Regions from separate parts of the Ovis aries genome. Here region 1 is linked to region 2. Evidence: chromatin contacts called from public Hi-C data. All regions are on one chromosome and are shown on one strand. Each heading gives the region's core, a stretch centred on a gene start, on an enhancer-like site or on the middle of the called end of the contact. The rest is flanking DNA. Distances are from core to core; before and after follow the strand shown. Region 1 holds the start of SLC7A10 (solute carrier family 7 member 10). Region 2 has its middle 6.5 kb from the start of LRP3.

Region 1 (2,700 bases), core at 199-2,698, 35 kb after region 2:
GGGGTACCTACCTGCACAGGGGCTGTGTCCTGGGGCAACTCTCAGTGTGAGTGTGGGGGTTGACCAAGAGCTAGACCCCAGACTTGGCCCAGGAGCTCCAGTGCGGGGGCGGGGGCGGGCAGCGGAGGAGGAAGTGAAGACCCCAGACTGTCCTCCTGAGCCCCCAGCTTTTTCCATCTCCAGGGATCCGAGATGAACAAGCAGCTCCCACTGACTGGGGATGGGAAGCATGAGCAGGTGATAAAGGGAAAGCAGTCGAAATCCACTCCATTCATCCTTCCAGCCCGTGTCTCCTGGGACACTGGAGGTGGAACAGACTCCTCCCACAAGGGTGTCTGGGGCACCTTGTGTGAACACAGGTCTGGGTTAGCCAGTTCCTGAGGTGTCCGTGTTCATGACTTGGGACAGCAGGAAGAAAATCCCACCACTGTTTTCACTGGGCCCTGAGCCCTCTGCCCACCCAGAAGTCCCCATATGTGGGCAGGATGTATGCACTCATTCTCAGGTGGGGAAGCTGGGCCAGAGAGGATGCGAGTGGGGTCCCAGCCCAGGAAGCCTCTCTGCAGGTGGGATCTGCCCACCCCAACTCAGCCACCCCATCACTGCTGATCCGCCCCCCTGCGCCAGGGTCCAGCTGCAAATCTTGGCACTAATTACATTCTCTGAACCCATTTCCACTCTGGGCTGTTTCTACCTGTCCAGGCTACCCACAGTCCCTCCTGCTTTGGAAGAATAAATCCTTCACACGCTCTGGCACCTGGACCCTGCACACGGTAGGAACTCTGCTGGAGCGACAAGACCCAGAACTGGGGGGGCCTTAGCAGGAGGCCAGCTTACAGTGTCCGCTCACTTGGCAAGGCTCCTGCACTCAAGGCAGGACCACATGTTAGAGATGATAAGACTGAGAGAAACTGCCCTGCAGAAGTTTAAAGAAATAAGGGTGGCAGGAGGATTCCAGCGGTGGATGGGACCTGCACCTCGTTAGAGCGCTGAAGTTCGGGCCACTTGGGAACTCTGCGGCTGGGGTGTGAAGGGAGACGCCGCATGTGCCGCGGGCGTGCATCCTTCATCCATGGTCCACCGTCGCGGACCGCTAGGCGCACCCGGAGAGGGGTGCTCCTTGTCCCAAGCCGCTGTCCGCCTCAGGCCTCACCGCCCCAGGCACCCGCCCGCCCCGGTCCCACTCACCGATGATGATGGTACAGGCGCTCACCAGCCCGATCTCCTTCTTGAGCGCCACCCGCTCCGAGGTGCCCGGGCCGGGACCCCGGCCGGGGGAGGGCGAGGGCGCAGGGCCCGGGTTCCCGCGCCCGCTCGGCTGCTGCGTGTGGCCGGCCATGTCGCTGTCCCGCCGCGTCCCCGCTCCCCGCGCTGCCCCGTCGGTCCGACCGGCCGCCTGTCCGTCCGGCTATCGGTGCGCGCCGCCCTCGCAGCCGGGACAGCGCCCACAGGCGGGCGCATGCGCGGGCGCGGGGCCCGGGCCCTGAGCCCCGGCGGCGGGGGCCGGGGAGGGGCGGAAGGAAGACCGGCCGGCAGCCCCCTCCCCCACCTTCCTTAAAGGGAACTCTCCCCCCCTCCCCGTGGCTCTCCCCGTCCCATCCCGGGCCTGGAAAGAAGGAGAGGACTTGGGGCAGACTTAGGAAGAACTTCCCAGACCCAAGAAGGCTTAAGAAGTGGGTCTTCCCGCTGCCTGAGTTACAGCCATTCCTGGGGTGGGGGTAGGGGAGCAGGGCTCAAAGGCAGGACTGTCCCTGCCCTCAAGGAGACTGAAGGAAGCTGGCCACCATCATAGCCGTCTGTGTGCTGAGATCCCCTGTGCGCCAGCGCTGCCGGACCCCTTACATCCTGGCACGGGTTCCTAGAGCGCGAGTGCCAGGAGAGGGATGGAGGTTGGGCCCATTCTCCGGGTGGACGCTGAGCTCCCGGGACAGAAAAGGGAGCTGACCGAGTGGCTTGCGCCAGGTGCAAACCCTTTCCCATGCCGCCTTGGCCTCCTGACAGACGCTGGGTGGAGGGTGTAGGAGCTACAGTTCTCCAAGGGGTATAGGTTGTGTCCGGGATCCCCTCGAAGGGGTCAGGAGACCCTAAGCCCACGCCATCAAAAGTCTGGGGAGACGGGGTCGGGGTGAAGACTTTGGAGCCCTCAACGGCCATCCAGAGGGGACCCAGTGCCTCGTGGGGGGCCTGGGAGGGCTTGGGCTCAAAACCCCACCTTCCCTCGCTCTCCGCCCAGCCCGGCTCTGCGCTGAGCCTGGCAGGTTCTATCCACAGGTGAGAATTCGGGCTCGGTGCACCAGAACTCGGGTCTCTGGCGAAGGCCCCGCGCAGTCCAGCCAGCACCAGGAGACGAGGCCAGCTCAACTGCCCCGGAGACGCGGAGAAGGGGGCCCTGGCCTCTGGGGTCACAGGCGGGGGTCGGGTGTGCAGAGTCCAAGGGCGGTTGCCGCTGCCTCCTCCTCCCGGAAGCCGTCAGGACTGCGCAGCCCGGCCCGGCGGAGCAGACACGAGGGGGGCCGCGTCGGGAGCCACCAGGGCGGCGGGAGGGGAGAGTCTGGCACGGTGCGGCCGGCGGCGGAACAGCCTTTGTCCCTTCCTGGCGGCCGCCGCGACGCGCTGTCCCCTGAATGCGGATGAGCCGCGCCGGGCGACCCGCGTTCCCCCCGCCCGCGGCCTCCGACGGGCGGACGGGGGTGGGGCGGG
Region 2 (2,815 bases), core at 200-2,699:
GTATTTGCAGAGGAGGAAGCCATGATTCATAGCAGTTACTAACCTGCTCACGTGGGGAGTCCATGGGGAGACAGGTTGAATTCTCCGCAGGTTGACTCCAAAACTTCTGTGCTTAATCATGTCCATCTTCCTGCTTGTGGGATGTGGGATGCGTGGGATGACTTCTAGTGTGACTGGGACGATCCTAATCAGTGCTGTTGCGTCCTGCCATAAATACTGGTTGTTCAGTTTCTCAGTCGTGTCTGATGCTTTGCAACCCCAAGTCCTGCAGCATGCCAGGCTTCCCTGTCCTTCACTATCTCCTAGAGCTTGCTCAAACTCAAGTCCATTGAGTCAGTGATTCCATCCAGCCATCTCATCCTCTATGACCCCCTTCTCCTCCAGCCCTCAATCTTTCCCAGCATTGGGGTCTTTTCCAACGAGTGAGCTCTTCACATCAGGTGGCCAAAGAATCGGAGCTTCAGCTTCCACCTCAGCCCTTCCAAGGAATATTCAGGGTTGATTTCCTTTATGATTGACTGGTTTGATCTCCTTGCTGTCCAAAGGCCATAAATACTATTGAACCACAATGCTAGGATGCTCCTCTCTTTCACTTCTTCTCCAGTGTTTCTCATTTGATTGAAGAGAAAATCTTTGCTTTGAAGGTAGTACGTCTTTTTTTAAAGTTTTTTTTAATGCGCATCATTTTTAAAGTCTTTATTGAATTTGTTACAAGATAGCTTCTGTTTTAGGTGTTTTTTTTTTTTTTTTGGCACAAGGTATGTGTGATCTCAGCTCCCCGACCAGGGATCTAACTCATACCTCCTGCTCTGGAAGATGAAGTCTTTTCCGCTGGTCCACCAGGGAAGTCCTGAAGCTAGTGCATCTTTAATTCTCTAGATTACTTCCTAAATGTTCTCGGTGGTGAAAACAGGGATGTAGGCAAAAAAAAAAAAAAAAAGGTGCAATGTTTTGTTTGGATCATAGATCATAGTTCCTAAGTTATGGCTAGAGATCTGGATTTATGTTCAGGGTAATGATGTAAGATTTCTTTCTGAAGCAGAAACACGTAAGTATATTTCTTATTTTAGAATGAGCTGACTTAAATACAACTACTAAGTCCATAATAAAGGCTCACAACCCACCATGGTAGAGGAGGGGTCCTCCTAGCCTGGGTGAGTGAGCAGCACGGCAGTAGGCTCCCTATTGTCCCCCAGGAGTCCTTGGAACTCAACAGGGAAAAGTGGCCTCCCTAGGGGCCACCTGGGGCCCCTCAACAGGCTCTTTCGTCTTGCCCACATGCTGGAAGGGAGCTGAGTCTCCACTCTCTTGACTTCAACCATGAAGGAGACACTTTGGCTTGTGAGGGCTTGTCCCCATGCCTTTCCTCATCTCTCCCTGTGCCCTTGGGTTTCCCAGAGCTGTACACTGGCCTCTGGACTCAGGGTTTCAAACTGTCACCTTCATTCCTGTGGCAGCAATGAAGTTAAAGAACAAACAGTACCTGTTTACTCACCTCCGGGTTCTGATGTACTTTGCTCCATTAATAATTTAGTGAGGTGGACTGAATTGGATTGATTGCCCCCCCCAAATCAATATACAAAATGATTACTGTTTCAGGGTACTTCTGAGTGGTTCAGCAAGGCCGAGGGGGGGGCTTTTTGATTGAAAATTAAAACTGCACTCCTTATTCAAAATTACTGTGGAGAGGGTTATGTAAACCAAGGGGGTGACCTGGCACTAACATTTTTATTGCAGTAAAAAGCCTTTTTTTTTTTTTTTTTGCAATGGGGCTTTTACAGCATACTATCACTGTTCCAGGCCTATGCTTTGAAAATTACCGCTCAATACTGAAGGTAAAATGATTTTACTGCTGCAGGTCTATTAAAGTTGGAAGAACGAGCGGCGGCCTGGGGAGTGTCTATAGGTAGATGTACTTTGCTGCACTGAGTCCATTGCCAATGTGCCTGCAGATGCAGCAGGCAGGGTCCCTGGGCTGCCCAGGGTGGAGCAGGGCTCTGCTCTGAGCTTTGTGAGGTTCTGGGAGGGTAGGGATGCTGGGAAACACGTTAAATCCACAGCAGACACTTAGGCTGGCCACCTCACCCCAGAGTCCAGGTGGAAATGTTGTCACGACTCGGAATTTTGCCAGTTTTAGTACTTTTAAAAATACCTATTTATTTATCTGGCTATGCCAGTTCTTAGCTGTGGCACGAAGGATCCTCAGTCTTCATTGTGGCATGCAGGATTTTTTTTTTTTTTTTAAGTTGTAGCATGCAAACTCTTAGCTGCGGCATGTGAGATCTAGTTCCCTGACCAGGAATCGAACCCAGGCCCCCAGCATTGGGAGCATGGCGTCTTAGCCACTGGAACACTGGGCACATCCCTATTTTCAGTATTTTTCATTTGTGGGCAAACACCTATTACACAAAATTTACCGTTTTAAGCACTTTGAGGTGTACAGTTCAGTGGCATTAAGTACAGTCATGTTGCTGTGTAACCATCAACACGCTCCATCTCCAGAACTTTCATTTTCCCAAAGGGAAACTCTTTACTTGTTCATCAGTGACTCCCCGATGGTCCCTCCTCCCCCAGTCCCTAGCAATGACCTTTCTCCTTTCTGTCTCTGTGAATCTGATGGCTCTACGTCCCTCATGTAAGTGGAATCATGCACTATTTGTTCTTTTGTGACTGGCTTGTTTCACTTAGCATAATGTTCTCAAGGTTCATCCATGTTGAAGCATGTATCAGAACATCCTTCCTTTTTCACTGAATAGCATTATGTCTATGCCTATAACTATATATCACACTTTACTTATCCATTCATTTATTAATG

Evidence for each region. Hi-C and Micro-C count contacts between places; a contact is called where the count stands out from the background.
Region 1: a contact with region 2 is called in a Hi-C map of liver, with 1.8 times the contacts expected there. The contact joins the promoter of SLC7A10 here to the enhancer-like site in region 2. A contact is called at or near these places in 2 of 16 Hi-C or Micro-C datasets (hypothalamus and liver).

What each region holds. Positions count from the first base shown.
Region 1 is chr14:43,155,605-43,158,304 of ARS-UI_Ramb_v3.0, forward strand. SLC7A10 (solute carrier family 7 member 10) reads right to left here and starts at 1,449. Exons shown (of 9, transcript XM_042231947.2): 1 at 1,189-1,449. The coding sequence starts at 1,339.
Region 2 is chr14:43,120,157-43,122,971 of ARS-UI_Ramb_v3.0, forward strand. No RefSeq gene overlaps it. Among named protein-coding and RNA genes, the nearest start is that of LRP3, 6.5 kb to the right of the region's middle. Within about 2 kb of position 1,450, at least 5 of the 54 cell types and tissues checked have an H3K27ac peak or open chromatin away from gene starts, as enhancers often do. A contact at or near this core is called in liver, where this site is marked.